Linked DNA regions of Anser cygnoides: regions 2 and 3 are each linked to region 1. Evidence: chromatin contacts called from public Hi-C data. All regions are on one chromosome and are shown on one strand. Each heading gives the region's core, a stretch centred on a gene start, on an enhancer-like site or on the middle of the called end of the contact. The rest is flanking DNA. Distances are from core to core; before and after follow the strand shown.

The links. A called contact is a pair of places that touch in the nucleus more often than the background predicts.
Region 2: a contact with region 1 is called in a Hi-C map of liver, with 15 times the contacts expected there. The contact joins the promoter of AGPAT2 here to the promoter of SEC16A in region 1. A contact is called at or near these places in 2 of 7 Hi-C or Micro-C datasets (both in liver).
Region 3: a contact with region 1 is called in a Hi-C map of liver, with 9 times the contacts expected there. The contact joins the promoter of MRPS2 here to the promoter of SEC16A in region 1. A contact is called at or near these places in 4 of 7 Hi-C or Micro-C datasets (granulosa cells and liver).

What each region holds. Positions count from the first base shown.
Region 1 is chr20:3,285,972-3,288,671 of Taihu_goose_T2T_genome, reverse strand. It overlaps SEC16A (SEC16 homolog A, endoplasmic reticulum export factor), which reads left to right and starts at 1,350. Exons shown (of 34, transcript XM_066980761.1): 1 at 1,350-1,504.
Region 2 is chr20:3,427,353-3,430,052 of Taihu_goose_T2T_genome, reverse strand. It overlaps AGPAT2 (1-acylglycerol-3-phosphate O-acyltransferase 2), which reads left to right and starts at 1,386. Exons shown (of 6, transcript XM_048052801.2): 1 at 1,386-1,653. The coding sequence starts at 1,466.
Region 3 is chr20:3,456,395-3,459,094 of Taihu_goose_T2T_genome, reverse strand. It overlaps MRPS2 (mitochondrial ribosomal protein S2), which reads left to right and starts at 1,361. Exons shown (of 4, transcript XM_066980488.1): 1 at 1,361-1,439; 2 at 1,574-1,654; 3 at 1,780-1,909; 4 at 2,277-2,700. The coding sequence starts at 1,412. It overlaps PIERCE1 (piercer of microtubule wall 1), which reads right to left and starts at 1,341. Exons shown (of 3, transcript XM_066980489.1): 1 at 1,190-1,341; 2 at 1,016-1,088; 3 at 1-425. The coding sequence starts at 1,269. The coding sequence ends at 240.

The DNA of each region.
Region 1 (2,700 bases), core at 101-2,600:
CTGTTGGGGAAAATATCAAGGGGACACCAGGGCTTTATCTGCAATTCATGCCTGTGTAGGGAAATTGTATTTGACAAGCTGGTTTATAAGAATGTTCCTACAAAAGAGGGAGATGAAAGGCACTTTAAAAATCACAGCACTGCCTCTGGTTCCCACACCAGCATCAAAGTGCTGCTTCCCCTGCTCGGACTGGGCTTTGAGGATATTACCCTGCTTTAATGATCAAGCGTGCAGAAACAGCTCTTGCACTGATAATGACCCTTGATTAAGATGTTTGTTTAGGTCATTTGGATTTTCCCCTTCAGGGCCTGTTGTTCGGTGTGGAGTGCGACAATATAGGCACAGTGACCACTGCTTGTGTACAAACTCTGCTAAATGAGACCATTCTCACACGTGAACAATGCCACCCCCCCAAAAAAAGCTTTGTGTTCACGTGAAATAGGCCCTCAGAGCAGCACTGGAACACAAAGAAGAGTCGAGTAAAATCTTTAGACTTGCACATAGCTGTTTGATATTATGCTCCCATCTTATCTGAAATAAAAGAACACTGAACGTGCTTTTTTTTTTTGGAGAAGTGCTTTTTAAAGTCTTTTATTTAATGCAGCACAGAGGTGGCTACGTGCAGAAGGGCTGAGCCGTGGCATCTGTGACACCACAGACTTCGGACACTTGTCCGCCCGTCCTCCACGCCCCCACACAATTAACATCCCCCTCCATAATTAAGCACACTTCACAAATTAAGCCCACGTTATCCGTGAGGCCGGGACCTCGAGGAGGTGAAGGACAGAGGAGTTTTCTTGAATTGCCTCTTTCTCCCCCAAAACAGCTTCGGGTGCTTCAGCAGGCCCCAGGCCGGGGGGGCAGCGTGAGGAAACCCTGGGCAGAGAAGGAGCTGTGTGGGGAAGGAGGGAGGGAAGGAGGAGGGCCAGGAGGAAGGGAAAGAGGGAAGCCAGGAGGGAGGGAGGCCAGGAGGAAGGGCCCGACCGCAGCCCTCTGTCCCGCCCTGGCGGCCGCCTTCAGCACCGCAGCCTCCTGAGAGGGATCACAGCGGGGCCCTGCCCACAGGGGCCGGGCTCGGCTCGGGCTTCATGGAGGAGAAGGAGGGGACCTCCGCGGCCGAGGCCGGGCGGAGCGGGGCCCGAGGGCAGCGAGAAACCGCTGTACCGCCCGGCCGCGCTACGAGCCGCCCCAGCCGGGATTCGAACCCGCGAACTCCCGGCCCGCAGCCGCGCTGCGCCTGCGCCGAGCCACAGCGCCGCGGGGCGGAGCCCTCGCGGAGCCGCTTCCGCCCTCATAAACAAGCGCGTGCGCGCGCGCGCGCCGCCCTGCACGGACCGGCGACGTCATCGCGCGTGCGCGGCGCGACACGTCAGCAGCGGCGGCGGCGGCGGAAGCGGGGGCCGGATGTGCCAAGATGGCGGCCGGGGGGGCCGCGGCAGCGCTGAGGGGGGGCGGCGGCGGCGGCGCCCGGCGCTGAGGGGGCTCCGGCGGCGGCTGGCGGCAGGTACCGCGGGGCGGCCGCGGGGGGGGGGGCCGGGGTTGGGGCGTCGGGAATGGGGGGTTCGGGGGGGGAGCTGGGGGGCCGGGAGGGGGGGTCTCTGCCCGCCGGGGTCCTGCTCGAGGCGGTCGTTACCGGGTATTGCTGGGAGCGAGGCGCTTAAAGCCCGTCTCGTCAGGTGGAGGGCGGTTTTTATTTTCCCTACACCCCGATTACGGAGGTCTGCGTGCTCCGGGGGCAGCGGCTGGCGCTGACTCAGGGGCACGGCCCCCGAAACGCTGGGGTTGGAGCGAGGGGCTCGCGGCGGCCGGCGGAGCCTGGGGAAGGTGCTGGCTGCTTTTATTTCTGCCAGCTGCGAGTCGTATTTTTTGTGGCTTTGGCACTGGGAGGGCTCTCCTCCCAGCACAGCGTTCTCACCTGTAGGTCCCGCGTATAAGAAAGCTGGCAGGGAGCGGCGAGCGCTGCTGAAGGCGCAAAATGCCCTCAGCCCCAGGGCCGTCCGCCTGCAGCTCTCTGCAGCGGGAAGATAAAAACAAACGGCCCAAATGCTGATTTTATACGAGCTGCATATCCCAGCTATTCGTGTCTTTGGCACAGCGGTGCTTTGTTCTATATATTCCTTTCTTTTAGTTAGGAATATCTGAGTACATCTGTTGTTTGGTATAGGCATATGCATGCACAATTGTGTGTACGTACATACAGACACGGGTATAAGCACACTTGAGAATTAATATTAGTGCTCTGTAACCTGTTTTGTGGGCATACTTATTGTTGTTTAAGAGTAATTTATTTAGCATGAATACACGGAGATGGTATTAAACAAATTTCCCCCAGTTGTTCCTTTATATAGGTAAGTTCTCACAGGGGAGTTAAAACCCATCATGACCATAGAGCCTGTCAGGTGGGACTTATTGCTGGCCCTGTCTCGAGGGTAGTTCTAGTTGTTTTTCTCCTCTTTGGTAATATTTTCTTGACGTGGTTGGAAGTACCTTCTGCAGTTGTTGTTTCTAGCGACTAATGTTTGGCAGGCTGCTCTGTATTATCCGTTAAACCTTCGGAAAGTTAAGAATTTCCAAAGCAGATAAGGCAGAGAGTTGGATTGTTCTTAGGTTATGTAATTATTACTCATTTACACAAATTAGCGTTTCTGTTAATACTGGGGGCAGGGAGGGTCAGTGTCTAGGAGCTGATACCTCCTGTTT
Region 2 (2,700 bases), core at 137-2,636, 140 kb before region 1:
TTGTCTCCCGGGTCAGGCATTACAGCTGCTGAGGGGCGGCGAAAACGCAGCGAGCTGCCCCCTCGTTTTGGTGGCAGCTCACGTGGGAACAGCCCGTTACCTCTGGTGAGCCGAGGGAATGAGTTATTTGTGAAGGGATATCGCTTTTCCTCTGGTTTTCCAGGAGCTGGGAAGTCTGCTGTGCTGATGCCACCAGGACCGCAGCACCAGGGGTGTAAGCCCAACACGCTGCCAGGCCCGCATCCCACCCAGATGAAGTCATTATCATCCACGGGACCGGGATTTTACCATAAAAAGGGTTGCAAAACCTGCTGAAGCCAGAGAAAGGGTTTGTGCTGGTTCCAGCAGACTTCCTTTCATCTCCCTTGCCAGCTTCGCGCCCACAAAGCCGTTGGGCCTGATCCTGACTTCACCCCAGCGCCAGCGGGGGAACTCCCACCCGCCGAGCACGTGGCTCAAGGGTCCTCTGCGGGGAGGCAGGGAAACAGCCAGGGGATGGGGATGGGGCACCACGACGGGTCCCAAAGACCCCAGATGGCACCATGGGGGCACCCAAAGACAGCCCTAAGGGCACCATGAGGGAACCTAAAGACCCCATGTAGCGTCACGAGGGGACCCAAAGACCCTGCATAGGGTCATGAGAGGACCCAAAGACCCCACATAGAGTCAGGAGGGGACCCAAAGACCCCACATAGCATTATGAAGGGACTCAAAGACCCCATATATTGTCACGTGGGGACCCAAAGACCCCACATAGCATTATGAGGGGACTCAAAGACCCCATATATTGTCACGTGGGGACCCAAAGACCCCACATAGCATTATGAGGGGACTCAAAGACCCCACATATTGTCGAGGGGACCAAAAGACCCCACATATTGTCATGAGGGAACCCAAAGACCCCACATAGTCAGGAAGGCACCCAAAGGCCCCACATAGCGTTATGAGGGGCCTCAAAAGACCTCACATATTGTCATGCGGGGACCGAAAGACCCCATATATTGTCATGCGGGGACTCACAAGACGCCACATATGCTCATGCGAGGACCCAAAGACCCCACATACTGTCACAAGGGGACCCAAAGACCCTACAGATTGTCACAATGGGACTCAAAGCCCCCACGTATGTTCACGCAGGGACCCAAAGACCCCACCTAACACCACGGGGGCACCCCAAACCCCCCAACACCGTGCCGTGAAGCACCTCAGGGCCCCCCTCCCGGCTCCACCACAGCCTCCCCTTCTCCCCCCACAGCACCGGGACGGCCCCGGCCCCCTTCCCCGCTCCCTCCCCGCCTGGCTGAGGGCCGGGCCGGGCGGGGAGGCCGGGCAAGGCCGGGCCGGGGCCGGGCCGTGCGCACCGCCCACATAAGGCGGGGGCAACCCACGGCAGGCGGCTGGAGGCGGCCGGGGCTTAGCTCGGCTCGGCTCGGCTCGGCGGGCCCGGGGAGGGGGGGGAAGCAGCATGGAGCTGGGCTGGCTGCTGTGGGGCGCGGCGGTGCTGCTGCTGCTGCACGTCCTGATGGAGCTGAGCCCCGCCGTCAACTTCGCGCTGCGGATCGGCTTCTACTACCTGCTCTTCTTCGTCTGCTCGGCGTTCACGGTGCCCGTCTGCCTGCTGGTCAACGGCGGGCGAACCGTCAAGAACATGAGGCGAGTGCCGGGGCTAACGGGGAGCCCCCCTGGGGGGGGGGGGGGGGGAGCCCCGGGACACGCGTGGGTGGTGGGGAGCCGCGGTTGTGCTGCCCACGCCGCGGGGATGCTGCTGGAGATGGCTCGGAGCACAGACTGGGGGTGGCCTCCAGGCTTTAGGGTGGGTTGGGGGGGCTCGGAGACCCCCTGTCTGCCCCCTGCTCCGTGCTTGGGTTTGGGGACTCCGGCAGGATGATGCTGGGGCTCTCCTTTTGGCATGCCTCTGGTGAAGGCTGGGCGCCAGCAGTGCTTTCTCCTCCAAAAGCGATGGCTGTGCCGTTTAAAAACACCCCCGTGCGCTGCCTGGGGAGCAGCACGAAGAACTTGGCCACCAAGCAGCTGCCCAGGGCGTGCTGGCGGCCTTTGGGTCCTGCCACGGCCATCCTGGGGCGCTCGGTGCTTGGGGACGAGCCCGGGGTGCTCCTGGAGAGGAGCAGCCCCCGTGCGGGTGAAGGCACAGGAGTGTTTTAGGGGCAGGGTTAGCACTTGTGTCTCTGGTGGTTTCTGTCCGAAGTCCTCCCTCTACGTGAGGATTTGTGCTGCCGGTTGCTACCAGGCCCCGCTGTCAGCCCCGCTTCGTTTCTCTTTTTGCCCCGCAGGCTGAGTTCTGTGGGCAGGGAGTGGGGGGGAACTTTTCCTCGGGGGTGAAAGTGGAGCCCCGGTGCCTTGACGCATCCTCGTGGATCAAAGGTTGGGCAGCGTCCCAGCCGGTGGAGCTGGACTTTGGCTGCTTCGGGGTGCGATGCAGCTCCCAGTGCCCCGCGCGGGGCGGAGCGAGCGGTGTCGGGAGGAAGTGCGGCGCGGGACGCGCTGCCTCCTGCGCGCTGCCCTGCCCCGGGCCGTGCTCTGCGATGCGCCCCGATGGCCTGGCCGCGGGCGTTACAAACCACTCCGTGCCCCAGGGTCTCCTGCTCAGCTCAGTCTCGGGCATTGACTTCCTTGGCTTGCTGCGGAGAACCTTTCCAGCGCAAGGTCTCCTCCTCCCAGGAGTCAACAACCAACCCTGCG
Region 3 (2,700 bases), core at 112-2,611, 170 kb before region 1:
ACAGCTCCGAAACAGTAGATTAAGTTTAGGACTCTCTCAACACTGTGGTTGTCATACCGGGTTGCTTACCCACTTAATTCCCTGCGCACAGCCTACGTTTCTGCTGTGACAACAGATTTAGGGTAAGGTCAGTGCTGTTCTTTGCCTGCTTATTTTTTGTAGGGGATGTTTATTTTTTTACCTATGCAGCCAGCACTAAACTGAAGTGGCTTGGTATTGTAGCTGCTGCTGCCACAGCTCTAACAGTACGACGGCCTGCTGGCGTTGTAGCTGGGATGGAAGTTGAGGGTGTCATAGGGGGTGATGAAGTTGTCTGGGCCGGTGACGTGGCTCTTCTCCAGGTAAGTGTTGAGCCCGCTATTTCTGTACATGCCGCACTGCGCCAGAGTGTTCGAAAACGCGTGTGAGGTGACGTGCAAGGTGGTCTGTGGGAAGGAGAAACGGGAGAGAGGATATGATTTAAGTGCCAACATCAGCAGCACCTGCAATTTGCACAAGTCTGGACAAAACTGTAAGGGTTCTTCATCTCAGTGCGCCTCAAGGAGTTCATTGTCAGGGATGTTGCAGACAACAGGGGGTTGAGATGGCTCGGAGGGGCTGGGTCTGCCAGTGGCTGCCGAATGCCATCTCTGAGATGCGGCCACCAAAACCTCCTACCCCAGCTACTTTCTGCAGGAGGGAGGTTTGCTCTGCGTCGGCACGGCTGCTCTTACGGAGGGCATGGACCCGTGAGGAAGAAAATGAACCCAGCACTGGCAGCGTGGTGTCGTTAGCCGCAGACCCTTGGGAAGCTCCAGCTCAGCGTGCCAGCACCAGCTCTCCCTTCCACCCACACTGGGGGGCTTTGTGAACTGGGGGGGGGGGCTTTGCGAGCCATAGCAGGGCCCCATTTCTTGCGTCTGTGCCCCTCTTGCCTTGGGAGGGAGACAAAAGCCCCCCCAGGAGGCCCAAGGGGAGGCCGGGACCCGTTGGAGCCAACCGGGGTCCCAGGGAACCGCTTGGGGCCCGCACCTACCGGCACCTCGTGCACCGTGGGGGCTCTGCTCCCGTAGGCCTGGCTGCTGGTCCGGTACAGGGGGTGCGGCTGCCTGCGGGGGGGGACACAGCGCGTCAAACCGGGCCGGGACCGGGGGGGTTTGGGGGCCGGGGGTTTTGGGGCCGGGGGTTTTGGGGCAGGGGCTGCGCTCACCGGGAGCCGGCGGGGTGCTGCAGGCCCCCGCGGTACCGGGAGCCGGGGCCGGGACCTCCAGGGGCGTCCGGACGGGACATGGGGGCCGGGGGGGGGGTCGGGGGGGACCGGGAGGGACAGGGAAGGACCGGAGGGGGGGGGGGGCAGCGGTACGGGGGGGTCGTGGGGCGGGGGAAGCGGAAGGCTCCGCTCCTCTTCCTCTTCCTCCCGCGGGCTGGGATCATGGCGGTGCCGCGGATCCTGCGGGCAGGTGAGGGGTCGGGCTGTGCCGAGCCGTGCCGAGCCGTGCCGAGCTAAACCGAGCCGAGCCGTGCTAAACCGAGCCGTGCCGAGCTAAACCGAGCCGTGCCCGGCAGTATGACCGCCCTGCTTCTCTCCCCGCAGCAGCCCCCCGGCTCTACAGCAGCCTCCCAGCCCCGGTGCCAGCCCCAGCCCCGGCCCCAGCCGCCCGTTCCCCCGGTCCCGGTGAGTGCTGCCGAGCCCCGGCCCCTTCCCCCGGCCCGGCCCTGCCCTGCCCCGGGGCTTTCCTCCGGCCCCTGCCAGCACGGGAGGGAGGGAGCGATGGTTGGGGGCTTTTGTCCTTCTCCCAGGTGCAGATGACAGGCTGCTCACCGAGCCTCTCAGCCAGCCCGACTTCTTCAACGTGAAGGAGCTCTTCTCCCTGAAAGATCTCTTCAACGCCCGGGTGCACCTGGGGCACAAAAAGGGATGTCGGCATAGGTGAGTGACCCGTCTCGTGATCCGGCACTTGTTCACATCAGGAACTTGTTCACATCAGGAACAGGTTTCAGGTTTCCACAGTCTACCCAAGCCTTTGTGGGTGGCACCAAGCCAGGCAGGGGCTGGGGCAGCGCACACAGCCTCTGGTTTCCATCTGGGCACATTTACTGCCCTACAAAAGCACAGGGACCCCGAGCTGAGCAGGTGTCAGACCCACAGCCCCTCTGCACCCAGGTGGGACAGACACGGATGGATGCTGCACACCAGGGAGCTGCAGAGAGCAGCTGGGAGTTGGGGTGTGGAGCCAGAAATTTCTGCTCGATGTAGCCCCACGTCCCCATGCGTCGCCCGCCCTCTGCCCCCGCAGGTTCATGGAGCCCTACATCTTCGGCTGCCGCCTGGATCAGGACATCATCGACTTGGACCAGACGATGGATCATCTCCAGCTGGCCCTCAACTTCACCGCCCACATCGCCTACCGCAAGGGCATCATCCTCTTCGTCAGCCGCAACCGCCAGTTCTGCCACCTGATCGAGAGCACGGCGCAGGAGTGCGGGGAGTACGCGCACACGCGCTACTGGCAGGGCGGCCTGCTCACCAACGCCCCCATCCAGTTCGGGTCCGGCGTCCGCCTGCCCGACCTCCTCATCTTCCTCAGCAGCCTCAACAACGTCTTCGAGCCCCACGTGGCCATCCGGGATGCCGCCAAGATGAACATCCCCACGGTGGGGGTGGTGGACACAAACTGTAACCCCTGCCTCATCACCTACCCCATCCCTGGGAACGATGAC